2 separate regions of the Mustela erminea genome follow, and region 2 is linked to region 1. A link is a contact called in public Hi-C data. All regions are on one chromosome and are shown on one strand. The core of a region is the stretch at or near the end of the contact, and the rest is flanking DNA. Distances in the headings are between cores, read along the strand shown. Region 1 holds the start of CCDC112 (coiled-coil domain-containing protein 112). Region 2 overlaps LOC116587166.

The links. Hi-C and Micro-C count contacts between places; a contact is called where the count stands out from the background.
Region 2: a Hi-C map of spleen shows a contact between it and region 1, with 6 times the contacts expected there. The contact joins the enhancer-like site here to the promoter of CCDC112 in region 1. A contact is called at or near these places in 3 of 3 Hi-C or Micro-C datasets (fibroblasts, skeletal muscle and spleen).

Annotation. Positions count from the first base shown.
Region 1 is chr3:17,528,658-17,533,506 of mMusErm1.Pri, reverse strand. CCDC112 (coiled-coil domain-containing protein 112) reads left to right here and starts at 2,676. Exons shown (of 9, transcript XM_032335392.1): 1 at 2,676-3,042. The coding sequence starts at 2,926.
Region 2 is chr3:17,809,127-17,814,280 of mMusErm1.Pri, reverse strand. The region is part of intron 3 of LOC116587166; the gene reads left to right. Among named protein-coding and RNA genes, the nearest start is that of FEM1C, 47 kb to the right of the region's middle. Within about 2 kb of position 1,755, the one cell type or tissue checked has open chromatin away from gene starts, as enhancers often do. A contact at or near this core is called in fibroblasts, where this site is marked.

The DNA of each region.
Region 1 (4,849 bases), core at 1,427-3,926:
ATATTAAACTAGAGTTGATACAAAATGTAAGAAATGAAACCATATTTTGTAGCTCTGATCTCTGAAAGGGGTCTGGACGTGAGGACCCAGGCAGCTGCCTGATCTCATTGCAGAGTTCTGCTCTGGTTTTCTGTTTGTGAGATTCTTAATCACTTCTTGGAATTTTCCATCGTAATAAACCATTGAAAGCCTTAAACAGCAGGCATCTCACTCGTGCCTGCCTTTCCTTAGAGGATCCATTTTGGTTTTGACCCATGCAGAGACCACTGAACTGAAGTTGTTGATTGATTTCCCCTGAGGCTGCCAGATTTTTCTAGACTCACAGTTACAGGAGCTCAGGCGGTGCTATAGCAACAGACCTCATTTTGGACAAAATGCATATATAAATTAGAAAGGTTTTACCTTCGCAATACACCCAAGCTGCCTACTTCCTCCTACTTAATGGGGAGAGGAGAGCAAGCCTTCTTCTCTCTCCACATCTACCGATGACCTTGTGCTGCAACTCTCCAGTCAGGAATAGCCCACGCTCCTATCAAAGACTGACCTTTTCCCTTGTGTCCCGGACCCCAGGGCATGGACGCCCTCCGCTGTTCCTCCCCTTGGAACATGACCCAGCAAAGATCCCACATCTTCTAGCAACCAGCTCCTTTGTCTGATCACCTGTATCGCAAAATCATGGAAACCCCTATCATTTCTGTTCTTCACCTTCAGTATCTCCTTCCTCAGCTCTCTCCTGAGGCTTTGGTCCTCCTCACCAAACAGGGACACCGCTTCCCTGTTACCAAACCCAAGCAGCACTTCTGTTTTCACCTGACTGAGCCTCCCAATGGCAAACCCTACCAGGTCTGTGATCATTCTCTCCTCAAAATACTTTTTGTAAGTGGAAACACTTTCCCATGGACTTCTGGTTTTCTTCCCTTCTCTGGGACCCCTCCTTCTGAGTCTCCCTCCTCCTCCTCCTGTTCTTAGACTTCAGTTTATCCCGCCTGTGTGAGCGCATTCAGAGTTATGTAAAATATTTTCTACATGCAGGGGCACCTGTGTGATTCAGTTGGTAAATCATCCGATTCGATTTGGGCTGGGGTCATGATCTCAGCATTATGAGATGCAGCCCCAGGTAGGGTGGGGAGTCTGCTTCACCCTCTGCCCCTCCCTGCACTTGCAAATAAAATATTTTCTACAAGCAGATGAAGACCAGAATCACATCTTTATCTCTAGTCTCTCTCTCTGAGCTCCAGAAGCACGTATCCAGCGGCCTGTTGAACGTCTCTACGCAGATGGTCTCCACAGTCAGAAGCCTAGGTTTGTATCCTTCTCTGTGAAAAGAGATAATAGCAGGACCTGCTTCACTGGGTTCCTTAGAACAGTGAGAGCACAAAGGAAGTGCTCAGTAAATACCCGTGTGTTTACTTGTTTAAATTCCCTAACCTTAGAAGGAACCTCGTGTGTGTGTGTGTGTGTGTGTGTGTGTGTGTGTGTGTCCGCGCGTGCGCACTCGTGTCTAACTCTACAGTGACTTCTAAAGACGTAGAACAGTGCCTGGTATCTAGTAGGAGCTGGATATTGATTGAATGAGTGAAGGGATGAATGAATGAATCTATTTCTTTATACGGGAGGAAAAGACGGTGCGTCCGAGAACCAGGCGAATTGCCGCTGGTTGCCTGTGCTTTAATTGCAGCGGTAATCTATGGCTTTTTTCCAACCACCCCCGCCCCCACCCCCGTCACTGTATCTTTGACATAGCTCTTCTTATTGACCAAGTGTGGCATTTCTGCCCCTGGTATCTGACAGTATGGGCCATGCCCTCTTTCGAGTCTTTGAAAGTGTTAGTTAATAGTTACTCGTTCAAGCCCTTAAATAAATCCTTTTTTCATTTACACCCAGTTTCGCCAGCGCTTAGTAGAAACCTAGAAAGAAGTTCTGTTACGTAAAGTATCTTTAGGCATCTATAGATAGAGCTGTATGCATATATGAGACAAGGAAGTTTGACAGTAAGAGGTGGGTGGGGGACCGGAGCTCAATGAGGGGATTAGAAAGATTTTGCTGCATAAGAGTAGACAAGTGCACGGAAAAAGTTGACACAAACCTGCAACAGCGCAGGGAGGCTCTGCGGATCGCCGCCCCCCTGCACGCAGTCCCCGCCTAGCCTCGAATCCGCCCAACCCCGCCCCCGGGGCCCACGCCCCGCCCCCGCTCCGGCGGCTCGGGCTTCAGTCCGGCCCCGCCCCGCATCCAGCCTTGACGCCGTCCCACACTGCTCCCAGGCGTGGCTCTGGCAGGCACTCCGGCCCCGCCCCACGTCTTGGCCCCGCCCCACGTCTTGGCCCCGCCCCTCGACCCACCCTACTCTCGCCCCTGCTCCACGTCTGGACCCCGCCTGCGCCCCCGCCCCGCTCTGAACCGCGGACTGACTCCTTCCTCCAGCCCCGCCCGGCACTCTAGCCCCGCCTAGCATCCCCGCTGAGCCCCGCCTTGCCGCCCGACCCCGCCCCATACTCCGCCCCTGCCCCGCCCCACAACTTGGCCCTGCCCCTCTCTGCCCCCGCCCACACAACTTGTGCCCCACCCTGCGCACAGACCCTGGCCCACATCTCTTCCCCGCCCGCGCTCCCGCTCCGCCCCGAGCCCCGGCCCCGCCCCCGCTCCTGCCCCGCCCAGCATCCGACCCCGCCCTGCATCCCGGCAGAGCCCCGCCTTACCCGCCCTCAACTCCGGCTGGGCGGTGCCCGGCAACCTGTCAGAGCCCCGCCCCGCGCCCCGGCCCCGCCCCGCGCCCCGGCCCCGCCCTACGCTTTGGCTCCGCTGTGCTCTGCGTCCCGCGGAGCCCCACGGTGCCCGGAACGGTCTGCAGGACCAGGAGCTCCCGAGGCCGGAACCCCCTGGCCCCGGGTGGCCGCTGCGGCCCGAGCGGCTGGGCGAGGAAAGATGGCCGCCCTGACGACGGTCGTGGTGGCGGCGGCGGCCACCGCGGTAGCCGGGGCTGTGGCGGGGGCGGGCGCGGCCACCGGGAGCGGAGTGGGAGCAGCGCAGGTGCCGCAACAGGTAAATCCGGGAGGGCCCGAAGCCGCTGGAGGCGGGCGGAGGCCCGAGGGGGAGGTGGGTGCCGGGTGCAGGACCGGGTCCCGGCCCTCGCCGAACAGGTGTCCTCTGCAGCGCGGTTCCGGAGGCGGGAGGCGCGGCGTTAGCCTCCCTTTGCTCGCGGCCTGGCCCACGCCGGGCGCTGTGCTTTGTTGGCTTGTGCTTTCCGCTGCCTTTGCAAAGCCACCTCCATGTGGTTTTGGAATCGAGGGAAGATCTGGGTGGAAGCCCTGGCTCTGCCGCTTCCTAGCCTCGCGATGCGAGCATACCCTCTCCCCGACTCAGTGCCTTCTCCAAAAACTGGGTCTGGTAACGGCACCTTACCCAGCTGTGGTCCTCACGTCTGGGAAGGCCCTGGCACAGAGCGTGGTTGGAGACACTTTCGGTGCCCGGCAATGGGTGGCTGCTTTGTTATTGCCCCTGCGCTGGGGAACACAAGGAGGAATAAATACGGGGTGGTCCGAGGCAGATGTGTTTCCAAAGATCTGCCTCGACCCCTTTCTCTGGCAGCGTGGACCACAGGATCCTCAGGAATGGCCGGATCCTGTTGTTTAAGCCGAAGACCTTCCCTGTTCCCATTGTCTCACAGCCCACACCCAAAGCATGGGGAATTCCTCCGTGTTCTATGTAGAACCCAGAATAAGCCGGGAATCCCACTCTTAACACCCCCAGTGCCCCTGTTTTGTCCACATCATCATACCTTCCTGCCGGAAATACTTTCCTAGTTGGTTTCTGTTCCAACACTCTTGCCTTCCGAAAGGATTCCCAACAGCCAGGGCGATTCAGTCCAGCAGTGACACTCTTTCTGCTCTGAACCCTCATAGTCAAAGCCAGTGTCCTTACCATGGTCTGCAGGGCCTGTGTGCTACCTCCACCATCTCCCTGTTGGCTCTTCTCCAGGCCCTGGCTCTAAGTCGGCTGCAGTTATAGCCCCCTCCTGGTTGACCCTCAGACATGCCTGGTTCTCTCCTACCCTATAAGCTTTGTAATTGCTGTTCCCTCTGCTTGAAATGCTCTTCCCTCTTGGTTCTACGGCTTACTCCGTTTCTTTCATTTATCTTTGTTCCAATGCCATCAGCTCAGTGATTCTTCTCATGACCTCCCTAAACTGAATCCCCTTACTCAGCCCACTGTATCCCCTTTTCTGGTTTTATTTTGCTCCATAGCACTTACTACTGTATGCTGTATTACATATTTTCATCTTTCCCCACACCTCCACCCCCCTCATAGGAACGTAAGTTGTATGAAGGCAGAAACTTTGGAAGTCTTATTCACTATTGTATTCCCAGTTCCACTTTTGAGTTTAGTCCTGGAACATAGTAGGCACTCACTAAATATTTAAGCATCAATCCAAACCTGAAGGAAGGCCATTGGGAGCTGAGGATAGCCTCCATCTTTTTCTTCCTCTAAAGGAATATAGCAATTTTCTGTCTTTACTTATATGAGCTCAGGAAATTCCATCTCAGGCAAACGTTTTCACACATCCTCTGTAATTCTTTTTATTATTCTAACTCTGGCCCAAATGTCTCAGGGGGAGAAAAAAGAAAGTAAAATATATAAAAATAGATAATGCATAAAATATTTTAAAAATAATTTTTTACATTTTGTTTGATGTATGATCCTAGTGGTTTAGCCATCTTTCTGGCTTTCTCCCTGAAACCTTTCTGGCTTACTCTAGTTCAAATCGATTTGTTCTCTAAATTCTTATAACCATGTTTTGCCTCCTGGTTTGCGTTTCTCACAGGTTGCATAATATTGTTATTAATGAACC
Region 2 (5,154 bases), core at 506-3,005, 280 kb before region 1:
ATCTGTATTTCAGTTTTTTAATTTGTTTTGATTTTTCTTTGTTGAGATGTGCTCTGTGGCCAAAAATATGGTCTAGTTTTGTTACCATCTGATTTTGTTACTGTTCCCTGTGTACTTGAATATGTATCCTAAAATTGTATTGGGTGCCATAATCTATGAATGTCAATCAGGTCAAGTTCCTTAATATATTCAAGTCATTTCCATCCTTACCTAGTTATGTGTGGGTATGCTGCGCATACGTTAGATATCCAGGAAAATGGTGCAGTAAGCTAAAGAGGTCAGAGGTTCAAGATCTTGAAAACACAGCATTTAATGCCAAACATTTCAGGGGTGTGAAGCCACAAGAAAAACATTTTACATGTGGGGAGGAGGCATCTCTTCCCTGATTTAATTAGCACTCTTCTCCACTTTGCTCGTATCAGTCATTCATTCACCATGACCAATGACTGGATCTTGAGTTGCCTTACTTGTTGTTACCTCTTGTCTTTCTTTTGGACTAGACTTCAAAATCTCCATGAGGACTGGAACCACGTGTGTCTTCTTGACGCTATATCCCTCCTGCCGGTTACAGAGAAGATACCGGATATTTGTGGCATAAATGACTAGTGCATTTTCTCGAAATGTAAACTTGATAATTTGAGGAGAAAACCAATTAAAATCATAGCCAATTTAACACATTTTCTTAGTATATCACATGAATATTTACAAAGAACAATGCAAATTTGGATCGATTTAAAATATAAAATGGAACACTTCAAGTAAATTTGCCCTTGACACTGGTGACGCAGGGTTGATTTATGCATGCCACGTGGTGGTGAATGGGAAAATAAATGTTTGTCAAACTTGTCATCAGTGGTATTTCAGTAAAAAAACTGAAAAGCAGTGATATGAAGGATTGTCAGGTGAAGTACAAGCAGAGGAAATTTTGGCAGGGAGTGAGGATTGGTGAACTAAGTTGATAGGGTACGAGTAGGATTGGGGTCTTGAGATAGATAGGGTAGAATTAGATAGTTGGCTTTATAAAGCTTTTTATGATTTTTGATTGCATTTTTGTTCTCCGTTCATATTCAGCGGAATTCCATTCTGTTTCGTTTGGGCGGAAGAAACCCTAGAGAGGAAACCAGCTTTTTCCGCAGGGGTTGATGCGCCACACGCATCCCTCCCCAGGGATGTGGCCGACGACAGCACTAGTCAGTGAAGGGGCCCCAAAGGGAAGAAGAAGCCAGGGGGCAGCCTTGAGGACCGGGAGAGCGGCAGGACCTCGGGAAGTGTTTAGCGTTTGGGTAAGCCTGGGGATTCCTTCCTTCAGAGTTTAGGGACTCCAGTCCGGGATGCGCGAAGGCAGCGGCTGCAACCCTCATCCCAACACCCAGATCTGTATGGAGCAGATACACTGGCATCGACCGCACACACCGCCTCCGAGCCAGGACGCCCGGGGACATTAAAAAGCAACAGCAACAGCGCGTGGAGCGTGCCTGTTGGCCTCGGGGACAGTGCCCCCCACGCGACTGCCGTCGCTCCACCACTTCCGGCCCTCTCGTACCTCCACGCAAAGACCCAGGAGGGTTCTTGGGCCAGGTTGCCGCTGGGCCACGCTCTGCGGGCTCGCGTCCTGGCGCCAACCCGCAAGAACGCGCCAGGAGGACACGGGCACCCCGCCCAACCGGCGGCGCGCGGGGGCGGTGGGCGCGGACACCCGAGGGGCAGGGCCTGCGCGCTGGACCTCCCTCCAGGCGGTGCGCGGAAGGGGCGGGCGTGGGCACGCGAGGGGCGGGGCCTGCGCGCCCGACCTGGGCACCCCTCCCTTCAGGCGGTGCGCGGAAGGGGCGGGCGTGGGCACGCGAGGGGCGGGGCCTGCGTGCCGGACCCGGGCACAGCGCCCTCCCCGCGGCGCGCGGGCGCGGTGGGCGTGGGCCCGCGAGGGGCGGGGCCTGTGCGCGGGGCCGCGCGCCCTCAGTCCCGGCGGCGCGCGGGAAGTAGCCGCAGGCGGCGTCTCCCGGTGGGGTGAGGAAGAATAGGGAGTCGCGGGGCGCGGTGGTGGCCGCCGCTGTGCAGGCGAGTAGCGGGCGCCGGGGCGGGAGCGGCGGCGGGGCAGCGGGGCTTGGGGCCGGCGGGCGCTTTTCTCCCTCTGTGGTGAGAGTCCGCGCAGCCCTCTGCTTTGCTTCACAGTTTCCTTCTGACCAGAACACCTGTTTCTGGGGGAAAAAACCTCAGAACAGAAGCAGGCGGCCGAGAAGTCCTGCGCGAGCCTCAGCCGGACCCGCGGAACCCATGCTGACGCTTGCGGTTTGGGTTTTTGTGTTGGCCGGCGTCTTGGCCAGAAGCGGGTTTGGGTAAGAGCACCTCGGACCGGCCGCTGTGAGCCGGTTGTCCGGCCGTGAACGGAAGAGGGGAAAGGACTCTGTCAGGGCAGGAGAGGAGGCCCTTGAACGCTCGGAAGAGCGTGTTGGCCGGACACGGAGCCGAGTAACTGCCTTTTCTGTCTCCCTGATCCCGGCCCGCCTCGCTCGCGCGTCCGCTGTGCCGAACCTGAAGTCACGCTTAGGCGGCGGAGTCACGGGCACCTGGTCTGTGGTCATTTGCTCCTCGCGGTGCTTTTATCTCTTTAACAAGGACCTGCTCCTAAACCTCTTCGTCCTTTAACACCCCCTCGCCCAGACGTCCCCTGCGAGGTCCCAGCCGTCCCTTTATTTAAGAACGAAACAAAAAGCAGCACTCTGTTTGAATGGAAGCCTTGCTCCGCAGCGTCAGGTTCCACTCGCGTTTCCTCCTGCGCCCTCTCCTCGCAGGCTGCCTCCACCACCCTGTGCAGGTGTTCACCTTACTACACCACGCGGGTGGTTGCTCCCTCGTCTTCCATGTTTTTTTTTCTTCAGTTGGCTTCCAGGCCGCCACATTCTCCCGCATTTCCTTCCTTCTCCCCGGCCCCTCCTCCTGCGTCTCTAGGTTTCTGTTTCTTTTCCCAGCCGCTGAAGTTTCCCGGGCGAGCGGCAGCGCCCCGTGCTTGGACATAGCCTCTTTCTAGCCATACTTTGTCCCAAAGCAGTTTCCATCCCAGATCCTCTCTCATGACTGTAAATAACATCCATAAGCTGGTGCCTCCCAGTGTTTCGCTTTCCTTCTGTCCCGAGTTCCAGATGCATATTTCTAGCTGTTTCCTCAACAGCTCTGCTTAGAAGTCTGATGGGTATTCGAATTTAGGATGTCCAGACAGAATCTGGGGGGTACCACACGCACCCAGTCCGCCCTTCTGTTTCTCCCTCATTGACCTTCCTTACCACACTCGAGGTTCCTGCGGTCCTCTTAGCTCAGACCCAACATCCAAGCAGCCAGCCAATTCTGCTAGCTCTGCCTTGAAGAAATATCTCCAATCTGACCACATCTCAGCCGGTCTCCAACAAAAACCACAGTAACCTCTTACCTAGATGACTGTTAAGTCTCTGATTTGGTCTTCCTGCTTCTGCTCTCCTTCCTCTATGGTCTCTGTCCAAACAGCAGTGATTTTTTTTTTTAATTTTATTTATTTATTTGACAGAGAGAGAGAGAGAGAGAGAGAGATCACAAGTCAGCAGAGAGGCAGGCAGAGAGAGGGGAAAGCAGGCTCCCTGCTGAGCAGAGAGCCCAATGTGGGGCTCCATCCCAGGATCCTGAGATGATGACCTGAGCCAAAGGCAGAGGCCTAACCCACTGAGCCACCCAGGAGCCCCAGACAGCAGTGATTTTTAAAAAAATATCATCAGAACTTTCACTTCCCTTCAAAACTTTCTGGTAGCTTCTGATCAAAATCATGAAAACCGGACTCTTGCGTTGACTTCAAAGCCCTGTGTGGTCAAACTTCCAAAAACTTTTCTGATCTTGGCTCTCCCCTTGGTCCTTGCTTACTCCGCTAGTAACCTTGACCTCACTGCTGTTCTTTTTGCCTGCAGTGGGCCTGGGCTGCACCCTCACAGGCTGCCGACCTTCACTCACCTCGCTTCCCTGTTGAAATGCTATCTGGGATTACTGCCTTTTTGCTATTTTAACAGCCCTTTGCTCCTGACCTTTGGTGCCCGTTGTTGTTAGATACTGATTGTTATTCTCTAGTGTTCCACAAAGCCTGGGCCCCTTTAAGCCCTTGTTGGCGTCTAGAGTTCTCTAATATTAAAAATGCACAACCATGTTTGTTTTGAGCCTCATTTTGATAAGACATAGTTTGTTGTTATAGTCAGCATTTTTGTAAAATGTGCTTCCTGATTTGGAGAAGATTTCCCTTTAAATATAGAAAATGAAAGAAAATGTTCACTTTGCCGAAAGGAATGTGCAGTGTTTTTTTTTTTTTTCAATTCCTTCATCTCATTAGGAAATAATAGTTGCTCATTTGGAGGTTTAGTTGCTCATTTGGAGGTTTTTTGAATGGCACCAGGAATAAGTAGTTTTTTTGTTTGTTTAATATTTTATTTATTTCTTTGACAGAGAGAGATCATAAGTAGGCGGAGAGGCAGGGGGAGGGGGAAGCAGGCTCCGTGCTGAGCAGAGAGCCTGATGCGGGACTTGATCCCAGGACCCCAGGATCATGACCTGAGCCAAAGGCAGACGCTTAGCAGACTGAACCACCCAGGTGTCCCAGGAATAGGTAGTTTCAATGGGAAGAAGAAAACGAAGGCACTTGTTCGGGGAATATTATACACGTTTCTGAGTTGTGTGGTGACTAAGTCAGTATCAGAATATCAAGAATTTGAAGTGAAATTCGGGTCTCTTTTTAAGGTATGTGGGGATAGAAGTGAAAAACAATATTTTTATTATTAGGAAAGGCTTTTGGGGGATAAAAGACTGTTTAATGTTTAATGCTTCTTTATCACTTTCCTCCCGAGGAGCTAGTTCTGTGGTGACATCAGTAGCATGTGTACCTACTTTCCCTTCATTTATTTATTTATTAAAAAAAATTTTTTTTTAAAGATTTTATTTATTTGACAGAGACACAGCGAGAGGGAACACAAGCAGTAGGGAGCAGCAGAGGGAGAGTGGGAAACAGATTCCCCACTGAGCAGGGAGCCCGACGTGGGTGGGACTTGATCCGATCCCAGGACCCTGGGATCATGACCTCAGCCCAAGGCAGGCTTTTGACGGACTGAGCCACCCAGCTGTCCCCTTTCCCTTTTAAAAGAGAAGACACAA